2 separate regions of the Gossypium arboreum genome follow, and region 1 is linked to region 2. A link is a contact called in public Hi-C data. All regions are on one chromosome and are shown on one strand. The core of a region is the stretch at or near the end of the contact, and the rest is flanking DNA. Distances in the headings are between cores, read along the strand shown.

The links. Hi-C and Micro-C count contacts between places; a contact is called where the count stands out from the background.
Region 1: a Hi-C map of leaf shows a contact between it and region 2, with 2.9 times the contacts expected there. The contact joins two enhancer-like sites. A contact is called at or near these places in 2 of 5 Hi-C or Micro-C datasets (both in leaf).

The regions. Positions count from the first base shown.
Region 1 is chr8:135,913,007-135,920,025 of ASM2569848v2, forward strand. It overlaps the pseudogene LOC108467757. Among protein-coding and RNA genes, the nearest start is that of LOC128296667, 26 kb to the right of the region's middle. Within about 2 kb of position 4,760, at least 2 of the 2 cell types and tissues checked have an H3K27ac peak or open chromatin away from gene starts, as enhancers often do. A contact at or near this core is called in leaf, where this site is marked.
Region 2 is chr8:135,694,392-135,701,117 of ASM2569848v2, forward strand. No RefSeq gene overlaps it. Among protein-coding and RNA genes, the nearest start is that of LOC128296540, 10 kb to the left of the region's middle. Within about 2 kb of position 2,075, at least 2 of the 2 cell types and tissues checked have an H3K27ac peak or open chromatin away from gene starts, as enhancers often do. A contact at or near this core is called in leaf, where this site is marked.

The DNA of each region.
Region 1 (7,019 bases), core at 3,510-6,009, 220 kb after region 2:
TAAGGCAGATTTGTTGACAACCCTTGCTTCTGAGAAATATAACTTTGCACAATTGACTATAATATACTGAGATCTATCAACAGAAAATATATCAAGGATGGTGAAATCACATCGGCAAGAAAATGAAAAATGGCTCTAGCATTTTACATCGATTTGAGTGACAAACCTCACAATCCTGTCTCGTGCTTGAAAGCTGAAAATCTGAAAGGGGAACAGGATAGGCCAATGTAGCCAGTAAAGACCCAGTAGAACACGGAGCAACTGGTGTATCAATGAGAAACGCTGCTATGGACTAAATCTCATTGTTCCCACCGGATGATCAAATTTGCATGTGGACCCAAACTTGCAGTGCCCATTCTGCAAGTAGAAAGCACAAGGCTGCACCCCCTGTTTACAGGAAATAAAAAAAATCAAATTAAAATATTTTCTAAAAAATTGAGAAAAGTTGCAAGGGACAAAATCCTGTATGCAATTTAAGAAGCAAAATGTAATGTGTCAAAAACATCATTCCCAGTATTATAGAGTAGAGTTACTAAAGCGCAAGATAGTACATAATTGCTATTATAATAGAATTACAAGATATATGATCACTAAAGTCTTGATCGATCTGAAATTCAAGGGATGCAATAGCTATAACCAGAACTAGCAAATGTTAATGCAGAATAGCATTGTTATTGCTTTACATCCATTAAAACGCTACAATTTGACTCAATAAGTATATAATCATGCTAGAATTGCTTAATAGCATAACTCAAGAAGAGCTATAAACATAAAACTTCTTTCAGGACTAGATAACAAACATCACCTGCAAAAGTGAATGACCGAAGCATATGTTACTAAAACTATAAATTACAAGTTGATGAATTACTATCACTCCATAGTCCATACTTGATCAGCCCTAGCTAATCAAGACTCACATTACGAGAAATGTAAATGAAAAAGTGGGTAAAAACCATTTAATCACACCCTCACATAGCATAATTTTGTCTCATCAGGCCAAGTTGAAGAGAGTGGCTGTGAGGGTGCCCAATCAAAGGCAGCACTTGATTAGGAAGCATTGGATTAAGAACCTTAGTATGTAAAGCTAAAGGCAGCTATTAACTCAACCGCAAGTCTATCTAGCCAAAAACATGAGTGAAATTAAAAATAACAGTAATAAAACCTTAACTATGTGTAGTTTAAAACATAGGGAACCTTGATGGAGTTAAGTTGCCTAGCTTCTCCAATTGAAACAAAAAAACATACTAATCTCCACCATAAATTGGTGGAATCTTCCTAATCATCTCTTCTGACAACAAGAATATTAGAAACCCTGAGACTATATTACTCAGACTCTGGGATGAGTGTCAGATATGGCTATGCGTCTAAGATGGATATGCTCAATATTTTTCCAATATATTTGGAGGATTTTATCCCTATACAATTTCCAACTATGTGTAGGAAATGAGTGTTGGACACCACACTTCAAGGAAAATGAATAGTCAAAGTAACATAGCCTTGAGAAGCCCTGACAAAAATGCTCCATCATACACCTTCTCTAAAGACCAAATCTAATATCATCAATCATCAAACTTACCAACAATTGTAAATAATAGTCATTTCTTCTACTAAACTGCTCTGAACGCGATATTCATTATGAAGCTTTGACCAACCTAAACCATCTAGAAAGAAATAGTTCGATTCCTAAGTTTTGAGGCCAGCATAAACCTTCAACAATAGATTCTTGGCAGGATGTAAGAAATAAAGCAGTCGATAGTGCATGAAGAAATCTCAAATCCATTAAAGATGACCATTACTGAAGCCTCTCAATCCTGCACTAAATGAAGCACACCTAGTCTATATTTTACTGGGGTAGAAGTTCTCTTAAAGAAAATTGTAAAATTAATTAAGAGGGGCTAGGGCTGAAGGGCCGTCTCTTTATTTCCTCCCCAAGGAACAAAAACTTCTAACTGCATAGCAGATAATAGGGAAGTTTGGACTAACAGGACAATCAAAGATAATACAGGTACTTAAAACATATTAGCCTAACCAAACCCAATTTATGATGCAAGATCTTTAAGTCATGATCTCTTAAATGCCCACTCTAAATGAGAGTAATAATCATAACAGAAGAAAACAATATAATAAGAAGTAATGAGAATGTTCATACTGGACGTAAAGGAAGTCCCATTGGGCTGAGGACGCAATTTGTTTGTGGCACAACCCTGTCTCTAGGATGATGATACCTACAAGATGATCCAAATTTACAGTCCCCAGTCCTCAAATAGTATTGGCATTCAGGTTCACCAGGTCTCTCTGGAAATGTATGTTCCTTCTGGTTACTCCTTGAAAGGCCAGTAGAAGAGGGCAATGAGGAATAAGGACCTGCAAGTGAAGGTGTTGAAGAAGATAGGTGCGTTAGTCCATAGAGAGAAGTTGCTCCAGCAGCAGGTTGTGCACCAGGAGAAAGCACTGGGCTTACAGGTGCCTGCACCAAGTAAGCCAAAAAACATTCAGGAATCGCATATAGTCTTGATATATCTTTTAATGCAACTTGCTGATCACCCTACCAAGTAGTGACTCCAACCCGGAATAGGAACCACTCCTGGGGAAAACAGTACAGGACCATAAGCCCCCCCTTGAACGTATGAACCAGGTAAAGGTGGAGGCCTTGCCACTCTCACATTGGTAGATGCCCCCCCATACTGCACCGGCTGATAAAATTGAGGTGCAGATGCTGACATTGATGTTCCAGATGGTTGAGGATGATGGAATTTACAAGTAATACCAAATTTGCACTGCCCCGTTTTCAAATAGTAGGAGCATTCTTTCTCACCCTGATAATGGACGTGCATCAAATTGATGCCTAGTTGTTTTAAGAATCCTAAAAACATATGAATAAGAACTGAGGAAAAAGCAAGAAAAGAGACTATACAAACCGGTCGTAATGGGTATCCATGCATGTTCAATGAAACATGGCTAAAGGATCCACCTCCATCTTTTGGATGATGGAACTTACAGGATGCACCAAATTTACAGGTTCCGGTTTTTAAATAAAACTGCACGTGCAAAAAGAGAAAAAGGAAAAGAAACAAGTTAAAAAGAGAGGTCTTTGCAGCTTTAATTAGCAGAGTTGACTCACAGAAAAACAATTTTGCATTTTTCAAAAACTAATTTACTCTTCTACCTGACATACAGGTTCCCCTGGTCGTTCAGGGTACTCCCCTGTTGCTCTTACTGCAGCCTCAACCTAAATGGCATCAGAACCAAATAAAAATAAGGGATTCAACTCTTGAAAAAACCTTAAAGCTGAAAACGAGATAATTCCTGCCTCAGTTTAAAACAACAGGCCAGATGACCGAAGTAAATTCTCTTACATAGCCCAATTCTATCAAGGACTATCCTCAATTCATTTTTAACTATAAATGAAGGTAGCAAATAACTTATTTGAATCATGTTATTCTATTTCCTTTGCAATAAATAAAGAACACCTGAGTTTCAACTGTTAATTTGAGGTAGGTCCAAGAAAAACAATTCCAAGGTATACTTCACTTGATTCTCTTACCACATAATAAAAAAAGAAATCTTTTGCTCAAAATATACTGAAATAACATCTACCAACTTGCTTGGCATCTGATAGTTTGGTATGAAATAGAGTGTAAGACATGAGCCAACAGAATGACCAATGTTAGGGAAGTCGGTAAAGAAACAGACTTAAGTTGCAAGTCACTCGAATCATTTAAACTCGGAACAGAGGATGTCAAGCATAACTTCTAAATTGTAGTTTCCTGTTTCTATTTAAAGGGAAACAATGCATTAAAAAAGGCATTTGCATAAAAGCCCCTTCACATGATAAGCAACAAATATATATTATATGAATGAAATTATCAGGAAAACATAATCAGTAATGATTGTTATACCCATAAGGACTCTAAGGATATTTTAGTAACTACCTGCTACTTATATGCCTTCTGTATAAGGTGATAGCCTCCATAAAGGCAAGCAAGGGTGACTCTCTACATTTTCCTCTTCTTTTATGTAGATGCTCCCTCAAATTATGGAGTAATGACCGATTTGAGCTCCATGGTACATGCCAGAGCACCAAGCACACGCCGACCATTTTAATTTTACAGGTTTCCTCGACAAAAGATTACAACCAATTTGGGCATGACAATAATAACTACCATATAAGAGTTTTCTTTCGATATTGCGGTATACATAGATCATAGCAGGGAAGGTTGCTTCAGTTATGCACTATTATTATCAAAATGTACCATGATTAAACCGCATTGTTCACTTCCATTGTTCTTAATACTAAGTTCACTCAGTTACACAGTAAAATTCTCAGACAAATTAATCAATAACATTTCAATGCTGAATCAAACATTGCATACAAAACTAAATAAACTAATGATTGAAAATTTTACCGCGGCACGGTTGCGGGGATGATTGTAACGGCAGCTATTACCGTAACCACAAAACCCCGTTCGCATGTAGTAAACGCAATCAGTCACCCCGAGCCGTTCCGGGTACGATTCGACGCCCCTCACCGACAATTGCCACATCGATTCTGTACCACAACAAAGAAACACGAATAAAACCCTAATTCGCTCTCCGCATTATTAATAAAAAAAAACCCTAAAACAAGGTTTACCAGAGAAACGTCGTCACAATGCGAGTAGAAAAAGGAAAAGAAAAAATCCATACACATTGAAATGAACGAAAAAAAATACCTTCCAGTCCAGTTTCGGGCCCAGCGGGGCTCCATTCGGGTTGATAACCGGATTGAGACCCATTACGAGTCGGGTTACGACCGTACAACTCCATCGAAACAGGATTTGATTGTGTGGGTGGGGGCGAGGGGGGTCCGTAGAACAATAATAACCTTACCGACTTCGCCGGAAAAAAAAATCAAACAAAAAAAGAAAATGGAAGGCTCCACGGAGATAAATGGAATGTTCTAGAAAGATCGAAAAGAGCTCAATCGAGAGCTGAAATTTGCTAAGAAGAAGAAGAAGAAGATAGAAAAGAGATTCCTTTTCACTATGTGGGAGCTTTGTTTCTTTGGCTCTCTCAAAAATACCGTACGGTTTGATTTTCGGAGTTTTTCTTTTTTTAATTTTAGCCTTGTTTGATTATTTTATTTATATATTATTTATTATTTATTTCGTACCCGCCAAATAAAGCGCACCTGCAAAAATTGGTAAACATTTTCGGAACAGTGGTTCGGACATTTAAAAACAAAAAGGTAAATTCCCATTAATGGTCCCTGATTTATGTATTATTTTATATATTAATCTTTCTACTATAATTTTATCATTTCTAAATGTTTTGTTGTTCAAAATCTAGGTTTTTGTCTGAATTCCTTCAAGTAATTTGACATTGGATCAATTTTTTCTTAAATATATCATGATGTGATGCGCCATCAGACAAACTTTTTTTCGTATAAATTGACAGTTATTATATTTTTTTAAATGTGCAAAAATTTGTTCAACTATATAAAATTGCTAAGTATATGTATTACGTCATCACATGTTTAAAAAACATATCAATTTATCTAACATAATTAAGGAAAAAATTAACCTCAAGATTGAAAATACATATTTCAAAAAATAAAATAATTAAAAAGGATCAAATTATAATAATGAGACTAAATCTGCTAAGATGCGCATAGTACAGGGACTTTCGCATGAAATTTGGCCAAACAAAAGCAGGTAACCGACACTTGTAATAACTGAAATTACCGTTGTAACCCTTAGATTTTGTTCGAGCCTTGTTCAACTTCTGGCTGGTTAGTGCTGACGTCAGTCCTGCTTCGTTACATTTCATAACTTGTTACATCATCCTTTTTTTTATGATGATTATTATTTAATTTATTTAATCTCACCCTTAAAAGGTAGATATTTATTTAAAAAAGATGGAACTGTACTACCTCATCCTCTACCCTTAATATTATATAAAAATTAATCATATAAACACATCTGATAAATAATATTAAATACGTTACAATTGTACATTTTATTATCATCAATTATGAATTAGTGTCGAGTTGATTATGCAATACGTCGAAATTAAAATAAATAAATAAACTAACTTATAAATAAAAGATATTTCAAAGAGGTAAATATATCATATTAAGAATATTAAATGCACTCTAATTGTTTATCATGATATTGTTATTTTTCTATAAGATGTTAAAAAGTTAACAAGTTAGTGAAAAGAAAATTCAATATTTAAATTTTATTTTTAAATAATTAAATATGAGGTTGGCTTATGATACTAATACAATTGGTGACATTATTTATACACACGTATGTCCATGTGACCAAAACTTGATGAGAGAAAACATTTTATGTTAAAATTTAATATTTTTTAAATTTATTTTAGAATTATTATTAGTGTAGTGATAAATAATTTATATATAAATCTATTAAACACATATTCAATTCTTAAACAGGTTAGTTTTAATTTTTATTTAAAAACTATATAAATATATGAAATGATAAAAGGTCATCAAAATAGTAATAGTAGTCATTTAATAAAATAGTATATTAGTCATTTTTAAGCGAATTGGTACATGATTAACTTGTAACATTAACTAAGTAAATATTTTATTAATAATATAAATAAATAGATTATGACGCGTGAGTGAAAAACAAATATTGTTTTTGAAAAAAATTGTAAAATAATGGGAATTTGGTTAAAATAATAAAGTTCAAAATTTGTGGAGCAATTTCCATTATATGTTAGTTATTGGTAATTTATCACGGATGCCTTTATATTAGGAATCAGATTGCATTTTATCATTTTTACGAAAAACTGGGTAAATTAACCTTGCACATTAGATCAAAGTCCAAGTTGGTCATTCTATTAAAAATTTTATCAATTTCAACTGTTAGAAATCAATTCATGTATATCAACATGAAGTACACGTGGCACGTCAAATGTAACTTTCTGATATTCCGTCAGCTACATCAATTTTTAAGAATAGAAATGGATGAAATTTTTAACAAAAAGAATCGGTTTAGGCTTTAACCTAA
Region 2 (6,726 bases), core at 825-3,324:
ACATGAAGGAGCATATTAACATTATGAGATGACATACAAGATGGCATATTATCATAATAGGTAAGTAAAAGCATGAATTTAAACAATATGATAGCAATAATATAAAGATCATGCATTAGATACATACATATAAAAATAATAAATGTAGCAAATCTTAATAACATACGTATAAAGATATACATAGCATATATTGAAGATAAATAAGCAAAACATACCAAGTAATAATTTAAAATGACATTTAATACCAGATGATATATACAATATAAAAATATAAAAGAGTTATTATATATAAAATAAAGTGAGGGATTGTTTAACAAGATATTCAGATAATAAAAATAAAATATGATATTTAATAATAAAAATAGTATTTAATATACAATATATAATATAATAACAAAAATTTAGAAAAGGATAATAATTATATATAAAATAAAAAAATATATTGGTTTAGAAAAATAATGTATAAAATACCAAATATGTAAAAGAATTTATATTTATAATAAAATAATTATATAATATATATAAACATAAGTTACAAAATAAGTAATTAATGATGAAATATATCTTCAAAATATATAATAATAGAATATAAGTAAAGTAATTATTAACATATGAATAAAAATAAGTATATAATACAATTTAAAATTTTTAATGATAATAATGTATAGATAAAAAACATAATAATATAAAATGACATAATATAAAATAATTATAATATATAATATGAAAGTATATACGTATATATATAAATAATTAATAATATATAATACAAGTAAAATATAATAATAATATATAAATAAGAATGTGAAATAATAATATTTTGTGAAAAAGTGATATATAATAACAATAATATATAATAAAATAATTATATAAAAATAAGATTAAAAAAACAAATAACAATATAAAAAGTTTTATATACATAATAATAATAGGAATAAATATATACGGTTAAATTTAAAGTTCAGCAAAATTTCAGGGGTGAATTTTTAAAAAAATAAAGCTGAATTAGGGTCCTAATTAAAACACGCGCGAAACAAAAGGGACTCATTGGGAAAATTGCCCTATTCCCAAAATGACTGTGTTTTAATCTTGGATTTAAAACAGTTACTGTAGGGACTAAATTAAAACTAAAACAAAATAATAGGGTCAAATCATAAATAAAGTAAAGCGTAATTATAAACGTAAAAAAGGTGGAAGGACCGATTGAGTAATTAACCCAATCCTCAAAAACACGCGGATCCTTCCCGGGTAACCGGGTCAACGCGCGGATCTTGATCCTAGAAACGACGTCGTTTTACCGGTGTTATAAAAGTAAAATCAAAGCTTAAAATTATCATTTTGACAAACACTAAAAAATAGAGAGAAATCTAGAATTCTCTCAGAGCTCCGGTCTAGGGCCATCACTGCTCGTCCTTGAGCTCTGCTGCGCGTGGTCTTTACACACCGACGTGCCATCCGAAGGACCACCGCACACGGTGGCTAAGGTTCGAAAAACTCTTCCTTTCCCTCGCCAATCGTCAGGTAACCTCCCTTTTCTTATAATTTCTTTAGTTATCTTTTAAAAAAAACTGTATATACATGCAAGAAGATGAACAGATGAGTAAAAAAATAAAGCAAACAAAACAATTCGATTACCTCAAAAACAGGAAACTGCCCCTTTTTTATTTCTCTTTTTCAAATGAATACAACTTTCCTCTTTCTGAGTGTGTAAATCTATGTATCTCTCTTTTTGTTTCTCTGTTTCTATATGCAAGCCTTTTATCAATGTACTTTGTATATCTTTTTCTTTTTTCAGCGTGAGTCCCTCCGTAATCGTTTTCAAGTTGAAGAGAGGCTTTATAGCCTCAGATTTTTACAATTTTAGGAAAGAAATCGAAGATTTCTTTCCATTTTTATTTCTGTTCTCTACTGTTTGTTTCTTTCCTTTTTCTGCTGGTTTCCTTTTTTGCTTGTAGGTACCGAAAGATCCTGTGAAGATTGTTGTTGATGCGAATCTGCCTGTATATCTGTTCGTGCACTGGTTATGGCTTAACCACAGTACAGTTTCTACTGTGAATGCGAAGATCTCGGCGTTGGCAGTGGAACGATCGGTGGCTGGGATGGTGCGTTGAAAGGTCACTGGAGAGGCGTTGATGGAGCGTTGAAAGGCCCTGAGATAGTGCATTGAATGGTGGCCTCGATTTTAGGAGTTGCAACGTCACTGGTACAGCATTGAAGGAGCCTTAATTCGGGAGCTGGACAGACGCATGGAGAAAGAGCTAGGGTTGAAAACCCTAGCTAGAAATTTTAAATTTTGGGCCTCTCGGGCCCTCATGAGTTTTAGGTCTGCTGTAGGTTTAAGTTTGAGTTTGAAAGTGATTTGGGCCTGTGTTTGGGCTCTTGTAAACTGGACTTTTAAATGGACATTTTAAATAAATAAGTACTTGTTTATTTAATTCTTTTATTCTATTTTCAGCCCGGTCAAATTTGGGCTACTACAGTCTCATCTCTTATTGAAGTAGAGGTAACTGTATCAGCAGCTACACTAATAGAAGAAGGATTCCCAGTCGATGGAACAATAGAAGAAAGATCAACATTATTAGAAGCACCCTAAACTTGAACTGAGCTATACACAACATCGTCAGGACTTTCCTCATCATCTTCGTTAAAGGCAAACTGGGCCCTCGACTATAGGGGAACCAAAACTTCGATTTTTTGACTATGTTATTAGATATTTTATTATTTATATAATATATGTTTTTAAGAAAGTTAATTTTCAAATAGGATATCTCGACACTCACAAATATCAAGTTCATCATTAATGTTATCGTTTGGTCTCAATAATTGGCGTGTGTTTATTTTTGTCACTAAACTACAAAAAACTTTCAATTTCATCACTAATATTATTGTTTAGTTCTATTTTGGTCACCATTTGTTAAATTATTAAAGAATTATTAACATAATTTTTTTTCATTTCTGTCGAAACTATTTTCAAATCGAGTTTTGAAAAATGGGAATCGATTTTAAAAAACGAAAATGGGAGTCACCACCAATCTTTTTAGGTGTGATTGGATCACCTTTAAAACATTTTGTTTTAAAATCATTAGTTTTGGTCCACGAAATAAAAGAATGGGTTCGGGAGTCGGTTACGTCGAGGAAGGATTAGCACCTCTAACGCCCAAAAATTGGTACCTAATTGATTATCAAATGTCTTTAATGTCGGAAATTTAAAAATTTTAAGATATAATCCTCTTTAAAATACTTTGATTTTGAAAATTTGGGTTCACTCGTATCAAAACATTGACACTAAGTTAACCTTTTGGAAATCCCTATCTCAAACGACAAATCGCCACATCCAATAAGTTAGGACACAACGCTTTGAAATTCCAAGACAGGTTGCTCGTATTTTGAAAATCTTAAAAACTTAGAAGGGTACTTGACTATTCGAACTCAACGAGAAAAGTTGCAACCCAATAAGTTAGGGCACTACTTTTCTCAAGCTTTCAAATACTAAGCATTGCCTTTTTATTTTTATAAAACTTTTAAATATTGTTTTAAATGACTTTTTAGAGTGACAATTCTATATTATGAAACATAGATATTCAAATAGAGTTTATTATAAAGTATTATAACACTTTATATAAATGCAATCACTATATAGAGGTAAAATAGAATAATAAAATAATCATGCTAAGCAAATAGGAATATACCAAAAAGAAAACATAATAAATGCACTAATTATATACAATATATCATAAATAAAACATTAAATAATAAAAAAACATGGTAAATATTAATGTGTAAAATATGTATGAGTAAAATAGATGAAATGCATAGCAAATGGATAAATAGAATCTACATAAAATATAAAATCCAATAATTTAAGTACACATGAATGGATTAATAAATAAAATGATACATATAATACAATATATCAATGTACATATATAAAAATATGCATTTGAAAGTAAATTATAAAAGTCTAAGATATTACATAACATATGAAATACATAACATAACAATAATACATTAATGCTAAAGTAAAACAAATATTGTATAATAATAAAAACATAAGTTTTAAAATATATGTATAATATAAACAATTGATAAATAGAATGAGCATATAAAAAATGTGATATTTAATAATAAATTTAAAATATAATATATAATAAAAAATATATTTATAAGAATAATAATTATATAAAAATATAAAATATATTGGTTTAGAAAAATAATGTATAAAATATCAAATATGTAAAATAATTTATATTTATAATGAAATGATTATATAATATATATACATGCATAGAAAATATATATTTGAAAATAAACTATATAAAAGGTTAAATATTATGATATATAAAATACATAATCAAATGTATAAAAGATAGGGAAAAAATATACATATTTGAAAAATGAAGAAATTAAAAATAAAAGAGTTGAAAAACTAAAATAGACGAAGAATAAATAAGAACAAACCATAGAGAGTAAGAACGCAAGAGGGAGAGAAATTTGAGTGAATGCTCTTCAAGAATTCTTATTGCTTCCCAAAACTCAAGTCCTTTACAATAAAGGGAGAGGCCTCTATTTATAGTTGAGCCTCCCTAAATCCAACGGTACAGATCAATTACATCAACGGTTAAGATCAAAGGATATCTACAAATTAAATCTCCAAGATTACAAAATCATATCTTCTAAGATTGTATATCATATCTAAGATTGCAATCATATCTAAGATTGTATCATATCTAAGATTGCAATCATATTTAAGATTGTATCATATCTAAGATTACATATCATTGAAGATTATATTTCCATATGAGTCAAGCTTGTAGATGAACCTTAAATCTTTTCAAGTAATGGGCCATTCTGATCGGGCCAAATTATATTTGTAATTCTGGACTGAACTTGGACTTTGTTTTTTTTTTTGGGGTTTATTATTTTAAATACTGAAATGGGCCGGGTAAAATTGAGTGTCTACAATTTCCGTACCTAATTATAACAATTCCATGTAATTTTCAACTGTATTAATGAAATTAATATTTTGTACTTTTTTACTGCTACTTTCATTTAAAGATTTGGAATCCTAAAATCAAAATTGATTTATTCCTTTTTGTTCATTTCAATGGACGCAGCATAGAATAAACAAAGAAGATAAAGGAAGAAGAAAATACCACAATTGATTTATCCAATATGATATTGGTTTGTTTTATGTGGATTAACGAGTGCTTTAACAATGCCCACAAGACATACTTTACTTTGAAGACAATGGTTGCATCGGAGCATGCGGCATCGGTTTATAGGCAAAATCTGGATAATTCATCTACAATTGTAAATATTGGCATAGGGATTATATTCCATTGTAGTCAATCAAGAAATCCTCCGATTGCATTGGCACATTCATAAGGATCTTCTTGGAATGTGGATACATATCAATGTAGTAACCATAATCTCATAAATACCACAAGCCTGCACTTGTTGAGTTTCCTACAGTCAATTATTGAACAAGAGGTTAGTTAAAAGTTTTTATTATTAGGAAAAGAAATATTTACCTCATTCACTCTTTTGGAAACCCTTATTTGAATCTAAAGTGTTTTAAATGTGCAATCATGATCGGAAGTTAATGAAACTAAAAAGAAATAAAATGATTGACACCAATCCTCAATAATAGCGCCAAAAGTTGTATGGTTGTTGTGACTTACAAAATTAAATTCTTATCAAAAAAAATAAACTTGCAGATAATTGTGAGTAGGGTCGTATCCACAGAGACTAGTGATTGTTCTAATTCTTTAATAAAACAAGTAAAGTAAAAAATAAGGATATTAAAAACTAAAATTAAAGTTAAATCTATGTAAAAAAAGATTGCAAAATAAAATATAGCAAAATCAATATAATGAGAGTCTAACCAAGGTAAAATCTCAATTTTAATTCGTGAGTTTGATCAATGATACAAATATAATTTTAGTGTTTTTAACAAATTAGTTATAGTTGCCCATGTTGCACCTAGCATTAAGAACTCTATAAACAATCTCTCATTACCTTTCGATAACCAAGAGGAAGCTCGTTGAAATTATTCCCCTTATCAATAAATAACCCTATATAACTTTGTGCCTAGGATTTAGCTTACCGATAGTATAAAGAATGAGAGAAACTTAATTCTAATCAACAAACGCACACCAATAGAGTTCATTTAGATTAAATCGGGTATCCACATAACATGAATTGCATACATAGTTTATATGTAATCATGTTATTTGTCACTATGTTCTAAGCAATTGAATATGGTACCAATATCCAACAAACTTGAATATTTGTAATTAAAATAGAACACATGCAAACGCTAAAGAACAAAGAATAAATGAAGAGCAATTAGATCTTACAAACTATTAGAATCAAACTTCAAAATCCCTTTGACTAGAAAAAGATGGTTTAGAAATTCATGGAGAAAAGAAAACACTAAAGCAAAATAATACTAAGGTGGCTATCACTAGGTATAAACCTAAAACTATGTATTTATAGGGAAAAAGTACATAATGGAGAAAATACAAAATACTCTTAATTAAACTATTTGTTTATTTTTAATTTACAAAATAATATATTTTTATAATTTTAATATATATTTGTTAATTAAGTGAAGAACTGGTCTAATTTATAATAAAATTCTATTAATTTTGAAAAATAATTGAGATAATAAAATAACATTTTAAAAGTGAAGAAAATAAAAGAAAAGTGAGAAAGAACCAATAG